2 separate regions of the Danio rerio genome follow, and region 1 is linked to region 2. The links are chromatin contacts, called in public Hi-C maps. All regions are on one chromosome and are shown on one strand. The core of a region is the stretch at or near the end of the contact, and the rest is flanking DNA. Distances in the headings are between cores, read along the strand shown.

Region 1 (5,183 bases), core at 521-3,020, 260 kb after region 2:
AATAAAAAATATAAAACACCTTTTAAATAATATTATCGCTTTTGTGAAAACAACAAAAAAATCTGCATTGGGATGTTAGATAATAAATTAAATCTGAAATGGTTTAAAAATAGATAACATATAATAATGCTGTTACAGTATTTTTATTTCTAAGGGATAGTTCACCCAAAACTGAAAATTCTATCATCAAAATTTACTCATCCTTTACTTTGAACAAGTCCTTTACATCCTATTACTCCAAATCTGCTTGACTTTCTTTCAGTCATTGAACAGAATGGGGATATTTTGAAGAAAGCTTGCGACATTAAATTTCATAGCATGTATTTTAACTACTATGGAAGTCAATGGTTTTTACAAAATATATTATTTTATGCTAAATAAAATAATTTAACTTAAGAATTGGAACTTATATATTATATATGTTATATGTTATACATGTAAGGGGGCTTGACAAACCATCTAATGCAGGGGTCACCAATCCTGGTCCTGGAGGGCCGGTGTCCCTGCAGGGTTTAGCTCCATCTTGCCTCAACACACCTGCTTGGATGTTTCAAGAATACCTAGTAAGACCTTGATTAGCTTGTTCAGGTGTGTATGATTAGGGTTGGAGCTAAAATCTGCAGGGCACCGGCCCTCCAGGAACAAGTTTGGTGACCACTGATCTAATGTATAGGATACACACTTCCTCACTTTGTTAGAAACACTTCTATGTTTCTGTTTGTACAGATAAGCTATATTTTTATACTTTGTACTGCTTTTCTACATTCACTTACTCTATTGTGAAAGTCTTTGAATAGTTTTATTTATTTTCTATTGCATAACTTCTTCAAATCTTGTTAAATTATTATTGTTTTTATTATTTTTAAGGTCAAAGGCGGTTGTGTAAGCATTTCACTGTATACCAGAGTGTTTACTAAAATGAAACAAATAATAACAAAATAAATATATTCAAATAAAATTAGACTCAAGTGCGAGTAAATTGTGAATATGTTATTAATTTTAGGGGGGTAAAACAGCCTACGATTAGTTGCAAAAACCTCAGTCCGTAATTGACAACCAGTTTATCTCCTAAACACTGTTGTTGCTTGTTACATTTTTAAATTTTAGACATTTTATCAGTAAAATAGTGTATAGTGCAGTGACAGTGTTGTTGTGCAGACCTGAAGGAAGGGAACAGCACAAATAGCACCAGTGACACTCAAAGTCCTCCGGTGTTTCCTGAAGATCCCGGGCAGCAGAAAGAGTCTCCGGCCAGCCTGACACGAGCCGCCGCTGCTCAACAACGAAGCTGCATAGCTAACGTACACACAACAACAGCAAAAGTTAAGGGGAAAGCAACAACACCTTATGACGAATAATACAGTTGCTCAAGTCAAAAGCAGCATTTCGTAAAGATAAATTTAACAAACTAGGCCAAGTGGAGCAGAAAATAAGCTCTACAATGGAGTAGAATCATTAGCGAATGTTTTCTACAACTGCCAAAACATTGATCGGTCAACGCTAACGTTACGTTTGTTTAAGCAACTACTGGTCCTTTATTGATGATTGTACAGATACGACATATGTATAAGTTAGCTAAAGTTAAGCGTGGTCTGTTATTGGTGATTGTACAAACAACAACAAATACTAACGTTATACAAGTTAGATAAAGTTAAACGTAATAACGTTACTTGATACCGATGAATAAATAAACAACCTCAGTCCTGCAGCGAACAACTTCCTCCTGTACGCCGCCATACTTGTTAAGATGATGAAACTGTAACATCTCCTTCTGTCGGTGTTGAAGAGAATTGCACTCTTAACATCTTGATTCATATCCACTTTCTGATGCAACAAACATTTCTTTCACAATTTTGTCAAAGTGCTTCCCATACCTTTTTTTTTTTAACACAAAGTGTTTATTGACAAATGTGCGTTTAAACTGTAAGTTATTACAGTTTTATAAATAATGTTATAAGTATAGAATTTTAAAATAAATAAAACTTAAAAACTTATAAAAAGGGGGTATGTATTTCGAACCACCTAAACCCCCCATACGGGCCTGGAAGAGTGTTCAAGAACACATTAAACCCCATATGTGAAATTTACAATGTTTATTTTGCTAGCACAGATTATTATTCTTTAAGTAAAAATTAATCTCTGTAAATTAATCCACTTAGTTGATTTGTTTGTTTGGGTAATCTGGCAATATATATATAAGCATTACATTTATTAAATAAACTTAAAATAAAAGTATAATTTCCTTATTGCTGATATATGCATAGTTTAATTTTCTCTTTTGGGAGTCTATATAACATGTGCTGTATTTGAATTGTCATAACCACCACCACAACCAGCCCTACAAATATACGTCTACCTGAAGGCCAACCACAATGTCATGACATTTATATAGTCAAGTTTGTAAAACAAGTTTGAACTGTTCAATAAGTGCCGCAGGTGTTTTGCTTTCTAACCTTATCAGCCTTCTCATCTTTGACCCAAATAATATTTTTCTCTTTTTTTCCTGTGCTTGGATACAGTTGATAGCTACATACTATTTCATCATCTTTTTTTTGATGGAGACCAGTTATTAGTTTGCATTAAAATAGTTGCCACATGTTATATAGTTTATTATAATTTTTGAAGGGAATTATCTATTATAATCGCAAGTAATTTGTGTGAATCTGGCTCCTTAAGTAAGAACAACTTATATGTAGATTCGGCAGAAATGCAAGATTTTTTATATTTTTATTTCAAAATGTACACTGGCACATATCTATTTTTAAAAGACCAAAGTACTCAGGCACAAAATACAAGCAGGAAATGCTGTGATCACTACATTAAAAAACAAAAACAAACAACAACAACAACAACAACAACAACAACAACAACAACAACAACAACATTTCAATACAGACTTGGTACTTCTGTTGTTGGTACTTCTGACAACACTACGGTCTCACAGCTTGACCAACAATCGAGAAGCAGCATCTTCTCACAAGAAAACTCAGTGCATGAATAATAATTAGACACCAACATGCCATCGAAGTACTCACAGAAGCTTCAGAAGCCGTTTTTACTTTTTTTTTTGGCATGAATGAGGATTCTGCTAAATGTTCCCAGCTGACACATTCACTGAAGTCTGAATACGAGTGGGTCACATCCATCAGTCATGTCTATTGATCATGCTAAGTGTCAAAAGACCCCAAAGATTAACTTCTTATTAAAGAAAAGGCTTGTGTTTGTGAAGGATTTAGATCCTGAAGACTGTTCTCTGTGGAAAAATATTCATCTCTGTTATTCTTTATTGAAATATAATATGATATAATATAATACATAAATAAAAATAATAAAGACAAACATTTGTTTGCATCAGTTTGTTGAGTATGTCTGATTCAACTTTAATAAATAGTGGCAACATACAACACTATACAAAGTGCAAATGTTTAAACCATTGCTATTACACATGTAGCTCTATTAAAACTGGTTTGACTTTACCTTTACCGAATGTGAAGTAATATTTAAAGAGACAACAAAAAGCCTGATCTCGCATACCATAAATAAGAGGACTTAGACACTTGGGGAAAACTATAAACACCACAAAACAAAAATACATCACATTTATTGCAGTTAAATAGTTAGTAGACAGATAAATAGCTTCTTGGACAACTCCAACTAAGATGGACATTGCACCAAGACCCAGCTGTATTAGATGCAGAAGAACAGTCTTATTAGCTTTTTTGGCTGACAGTTTATCACAAGCAGCAGTTTTAGCCACAGCTGCTATAGAGGCATAGGTAAAGATTATAACAAAAGACACCAACACAAAAAATATACACGTGAAAGCTATGTCAATGCTCTTGTAGATCTGCAGTCTGAAAAGTATAATTCTTGTGCAAAATGAATTCAGAACTGTGTTTGCAGAATCAAAAGAATAGAAGATAATGACTTCAGACAAACACTGAATCAATCCCAAGACCCAAACAACGACAATAGCTGTGTGAGTAATTTTAAAACTGGTGAATTCTGCATGTCTGAGAGGAAAACAGATGGCCACATATCTCTCCAGTGACATTAAAGACAGATTTAAGATAGAGACATGAAAGAGAGCTTTTGCAGAAACGAGAAGAAAAAGACAGATGTTTCTGATTATTAAAAACCTACAGACAGCACATATATACACTGAAAGACTAAAAATGAGACTCAATGTATCGACCCAAAGCATGTGACCAAACAGAATATAGCGAGACATCTCCTGAAAAACAGCCTTTTTCCTTAAAGTGAAGATCATGACCCCGTTGACATAAAGGAAAACAATACTTGGTGTCACAATCAAAGATGCCTTCATTGGAGTATTTTGATCAATTAGTCCCAGAGTGAGGTTAGATGCAGATTCATTAAAATTAGACATTTTCATAAATATTAGATATCAACACACAATTAACATAGGTGCTGTTAATGCTGAACAGATCAACAGTGAAATCTACACATTTCTTGCTAGTGCTAATCTAGATAAAGCTCCTCTGAGGTGATGTTGAAGCCACAGCGAGAGTGAGAGAGTAAAAAAGAATGAATCCAGGGGTTTCAAAATATCACGCTTTAAATATCTTTAACCTGAATCCCACCGGGTGTCTTGTTTGTGTATGTAATGTGTGTGTGTGACAGAGTATATGGCCAGGGTGAAAGACAAGTTAATCTGACAGAATCGACTTGCTCAAAAATATACAATAGTAAAAAAAAATTTTTAATATTGTGAAGTTCAGCTGTCGAAAATGTTTATCTTTTATCTTCTTGTATTTATTATTGTAATGCCAAGTCTGAATTTTAAACATCATTACGATAAACTTCAGTATAATATATTTATTTTAATATTATAATATTTTTTTGTAATTATATAATTATATTACAACAATTGTTTTAATTATTGTTATTGTAAATATTATAATGCTTTTTTTGTGCTAAGTTAATAATTGTTCTTGACTTTAGGTAAAAATCACTTTTGTTATGCTCCACAGAGTACTTTTTCTTCTTCTTCTTTTTCTGAACAAATCATCCATGCATTACTAGTCCTGCAGTTGTTTCATACGGACCCTTGAAAGAGGGGTAACATTTTTCAAGACTTTGTTCTGACCATGCATTTCCAGATGCGATGGTTCCTATCTCCGCATGAGGGGTACGGCTACTGCATCATGTGTCTGGGGGTC
Region 2 (5,365 bases), core at 2,801-5,300:
CGACAAAACTACAATATTATACAATATTATTAGATATAGTTTTCATTTCAGACTTGACAGCCAACCAATTTCTGTTGTTTGCAGGGCATATATTGTACCCAGATGACCGAGGGATACGTGAAGTGTGAGATTCAAGAGGTTCACGGCTCAGATCATCCCACCTCAGAAAACCCACATGGCCTTGACCACCACTGCTCTAAAAAGCCACTGTTTCCTGCACAACCGTTGTACTACAATACTACTTTTCCTTGTGCTAAGAAGCTTACCTCGATTATTGAAAACCCGTCTTATAATTTGACCACCCCAGGACCAGTCGATGTTGTGCAGACGTCTAAGCCTCTTTTGGAAATGCAGGATAGTTACCTTCCAGCAAGTAAGTTTGCACAACCAGTATGTCACTCTGAGCAGGATAGTTACCTTCCGGCGCCTAAATTTGTGCAACCACTTTCCATTGCTGTGGAAGATACTTACATTTTTGCGCCTACATCTGGGAAAACAACCCCTATCCATGTGGAGGATACTTACCTTCCAGCTCCTAAATTTGGGCAGGCACCCTCTATCCATGTGGAGGATACTCACCTTCCAGCTCCTAAATCTGTGCAGCAATTCTCTATCCTTGTGGAGGACACTTACCTTCCAGCTCCTAAATTTGTGCAACCATCCAATAACCTTGTGCAGGATAGTTATCTTCCAGCACCTAAATTTATACAACCTAACTTTGCACAGAATAATGTAATTGATAAAAACACAGCAGGCAAGCCTCAGTCTGCATGACCACAAAAAAACACTGCGCATTTATGAAGCGAGCTTCACACAGGTGAGTGGGCTTGACAAACCACCTGTAGAAACACTCTTCTCTCTCTCTTTAAAAAACGAAACACTCCCCCGTCCTATCTCTAGCACTTAATACTCTGAGCACAAACCGTTCATTTGTATAATTGGCACTTCTTGTGTGTATTACCTCTTATTGTTGAATCGCTGAACGTCTCCTCAACTGTAAGACAGAAGCATCTGCTAAGTGAATGTACCTCCAAATGTATAACTGCATTATATAGACCTCAGTGTTGTGCTAATGTTTAAAGTCTGTGTGAAATCAAAATTTACAATGTTTATTTTACTAGCGCACATGGTAAGTCTTAATGTGAACAGTTAATCAGTGCCTCAGTAAGATAATCCACTGAAATAAAAAGATTGTTTTGGTAATCTTTAATCAAATTCTAGCCTTCAGCTCTGGAATGGCAGCTCTTCTCTGATGACATCAGTTTGACGGCTGGTGAGAGTGAAAAATGAGAGGCGGAGCTCAAAATAAAACCCTCTCCCCTGCTCAATATTTAGTTTGAGTTGGAAATGCATCATCATTCTTAAATAAAAGGCATACTATGTATGTATGTATTATGTAAATGTCTGAATTTTTGTGTTATTTATATGGTATTATACTGTTTTCTAAAAACAATCTTTTGAAAGGAGTTGTGTTGTTTTTAAATAATGTGATGAAATAAAGCATTGACCTTTCTCAACACTAGAATTCACATTGTTTCACTAATTTATATATACATTTTTTTTTTTTATCTTGATGTTGGTGTTGTAGTGATCCAGTACAGCTGTGTAGTTCCCTCCTGTGGACTGCGTATTTCTTTTATTTTATTTACATTTGTCATGACAAATTGTTTTTATAAAGAAAACATGATGATAATGAAGCAACTCTACATAAGCTAATAATAATAAAATACAACTGACAACAGGTCTGAAGCCAGCCTAATGTATAGGGGTTATTTGCCTCATTTATTATTTATTTATGAGATTTAAATTCTCAATTTTAGTGACATATTAAGCAATATTTTTAGCTGAATTAACTTGTCGGATGGTCATCAAACCCACACTTTTTAATGTACCAAAATATTTTAAAAGATTTAGAATAAAGAAATATGAATAAATACTTATTTTTAAACTACAAATATAATATGTGCCATATAAGAAAATTTTTTTTTTCAGTTTTTTTAAAATAGAAATTTTGAAAACTGTCCTGTTAATTACAGTTTTTTAATTAACAACTGTAGCCGATTGTCATTATTTAGGCGAAAAAAAAAAAAAAACTGGCCAGCACTTTCAATTTTCCTAAGTCAGAATTTAAGCTTCAAAATTTGAGCTTCATGATTTGTCTAGCCTCTCTTGTAAAAAAAGAAAGAAAGTATATTTCATAGAAAATTCATGGATAACAACAATTTATTCAAATTAATTTTAGCATGGGCCGCTTTTGGTTTTTCACACCTTTAAATTGTTTATTTTTTGTTTCAAGAATAAGGTCCAAGATTCAGTATAAAAGTTACATGCAAATATTTTTTTTATATTTAAAAACAATACAGTAGTGAAAGATTTCTTCACTTACATTGTATGTTTTTTTGCACAACTGGATGTTGGACTGGATGAAAAATAACAGTTTGCATTGGCCAAAACTGATAAACAGAAGTCACACTGATGTGACAGTCAACAGATGATTTGGCTTGGTCTTAAAGCCTTTTTCAATGGGTTATTTTCACTAATTATAATGGTGTAGCAGTCAAAAAAGGACAAACGAGTTCATGTATGGGACAGATTCTGGACCTTTGTCGTTGAGGGCTGGGTCTTTCAAACCATCCAAACCCCTCATGGCTACAGGCCTAAACAAATATACTGTAAAATGGATGACGCTAAAGTATAAAAAACTTACACTACACACAGAAACAATCTTGATAAACATATGTTTTATAGGTTTTGATATAGGTTTTTATTATTTGTGACATATATGAAATTGGCCATTTTCCTATATTATAATGTGCATATATTCACAAATGTGTTCATATATACGTGCATATGCGTACACGCATACATATGCATTTTATTAAAACCCATAGCTGCTAGACAACATAAATAAAAGCCCATGTAGAAATTTGCATTTTTTGTTTACTTAACGTAAAACAATAAAATAGTACAAGAAAAAAAGTCGTACAAGAACAAAAATAAGACAAAAAAAAAAAAAACTGAACAGAAAAACAAACAAACAAAAAAATCTACAAACCATTTTGTTATGCATTTCCTTCTTTTCCAATATATCTACATACAAGAAAGAATTGACCTTGTGAATGTTTCAGGAAAACTTGTAGACATAATAGCTTTCCATCTCCTCTCACTTATTTGCCATAGTTAAATTCAATAACATGCCAATTACATGTGATACTAATTTCAAGTGTTCGCACATGTTATTTTTTTTTAGTTAGTTCTTATTGTCTTGATAATAGAAAATATGAACGCATCATGTATGACTGCTGCCAAGGTGTGATATGAGTTATAGGAGATATCTTGTATGTACAGGACATAAAGGGCATATATGTAGATATAAAGAAGCAACACAGGAGACATGGCTTGTATAAGCACATATATGCACCTCAATTCTGCCTATTTGTGGCATTGACATATGCAGCATATATATAGTCATTTATGTGCATACTGCATACAGGTTTCATATATGTGCATATATCATCATATAGGTTCTACATTGGAAAAAATGTAGATAAATTGAAAAAAATAATAATAATTATTATAATAAAATTACGAAAGATTTACTTTGGAATCAATACAATTCTTGCTTTAAGAATTAGTTTGTGTATTTACATTTATGAATGTCAAATTTTACTTGAAAATTCAGTTTATGTGTAATTATATTTTTTGTCATTAGTATAAAATCCCTTCAAAATAATATGTGTACAAAATGGAAAGAAATTAAAAAAGTACCTTGGGTATATAGTTATACTATAAGTATCATTAAAAAGCACATGGAATGTAAACCTTTATGTTATTTATAATTATTTGTGAAAAAAAAGGTAAAAGCTATGATCAAGAAAGTAGTGAGTAGGCTACCGCTTGAAAATCAGTTTTATGGGCGTGAAGTCGAAGGCGTTGCCACAAAGAAAGGCTTTTCGTTTGATTGGCAAGCAGTGCAGCCAATAGGAACCTAGCATCTACACGAGTTGACCAATGTGAACAGTTGTGGGCGGGATTTTTAAATTCCCGGTCATTGAGCCGCTGTTTTCAGTTGTTCGAGGCAGTGACGACCAGTTTACTGAATATGTTTCGCTAAATTGAAATAGAAGACATTTTTATCATCTTTCTGTTTTTTGTACTTTTATTTAACCCTTGCTTTAAATGTAGGTTTTTAATCGTACAGCTCTTGCCTGCCTAAAGCATTTCCACCAATAACGGGTATGTTGCTAGCGTGCTAGTTGTGTATGGACTGACATGCATCTATCTTAACGTTATCAAGGGCATATATGTCGTCTTTTGTTGTCACATATTTCTCTGTTGGTTTCAAAACGATGACATATGATGTATTTGTGTATTTCTGCGACTGTTTTGATAATGTTGCTGTTCGACTAGCCCAGTCTTATGGCAAATCTTAAGGGTTAACGTTAGCACTTACTCAATCAGTTGTTTAGTAGTTTGAAACATGAGTGTGTTGTGTACTAATTCGTTTCTAAACGAGCTAAGAACACCATTTTATCCGTAAAATTCACGGAATTCAGTGAAGTGTAAAGAAATATGAGCCTTATTCATTCAAATGGTCCATGACCCAAATCCTGTGTCATGGCAGTGAAGTTGACATTTGCAATGGACACCTTGATGTGTTATTGACATGAACAGCACTAAAATAATAAACCCATACTTTCTAAATTAAACCTCTGATTAAACTGACTGTTATGGTTTGATAAGGTACTGTAGTTGCTCTTAGTATATGAGATTTATCTACATATAGCATGTATGTTATCAAGTAATGCTGATTATAGCTCTATTATGAACTGCAATGATCATGTTATTAAACCCTGTGCAATGTTTTCCTTAGGCTGTCAGTGGCAAGCAATGGAGGTGGGCACGGTTGTGCAGGAAGAAATGAAATTTCGTGGGTCTGAATTTGCTGTCAAGGTTGAGATGGCTGAGAGGTTGCTAATCGTAGAGATTTCAGATGTCGTGACAGCAGACCAGTGGAGAGGAGAGTTCGATCCTGCTTGTAAGTCATGTTAAAACTGACATTTACTGTCGGCTTACTTTGAATGTCATGTTCTTTTATGCCATTACAAACTTTTGTTCTGCAATCAGATATTGAGGACCTGACCAGAAAAACTGGGAATTTTAAACAGTTTCCAGTATTTTGCAGCATGCTTGAGTCTGCTGTTCACAAGGTGGGTCTGAGGAGTAAGTCTTATTTAAACTAATAGGATCTTGATTTTGAAAGCTTATTAAGATTTTATTTTTTTACTGATGAATATTATTTTAGTTTCTGATGTATTTTGTAGGGATAAACAATTTTGTCAGAATTTATTTATAAATTTAACCA

What was found. Hi-C and Micro-C count contacts between places; a contact is called where the count stands out from the background.
Region 1: a contact with region 2 is called in a Hi-C map of an unstated tissue, with 2.3 times the contacts expected there. The contact joins the promoter of diablob here to the promoter of ccdc61 in region 2. A contact is called at or near these places in 2 of 18 Hi-C or Micro-C datasets (hematopoietic stem cells and an unstated tissue).

What each region holds. Positions count from the first base shown.
Region 1 is chr21:22,985,248-22,990,430 of GRCz12tu, forward strand. diablob (diablo, IAP-binding mitochondrial protein b) reads right to left here and starts at 1,771. Exons shown (of 6, transcript NM_001243034.1): 1 at 1,697-1,771; 2 at 1,161-1,296. The coding sequence starts at 1,737. It overlaps or113-4 (odorant receptor, family A, subfamily 113, member 4), which reads right to left and starts at 4,513. Exons shown (of 1, transcript XM_017352938.4): 1 at 3,425-4,513. The coding sequence starts at 4,396. The coding sequence ends at 3,440.
Region 2 is chr21:22,718,103-22,723,467 of GRCz12tu, forward strand. ccdc61 (coiled-coil domain containing 61) reads left to right here and starts at 4,051. Exons shown (of 13, transcript NM_001077166.1): 1 at 4,051-4,236; 2 at 4,874-5,038; 3 at 5,128-5,210. The coding sequence starts at 4,891. It overlaps lifrb (LIF receptor subunit alpha b), which reads left to right. Exons shown (of 18, transcript NM_001113732.1): 18 at 85-827. The coding sequence ends at 774.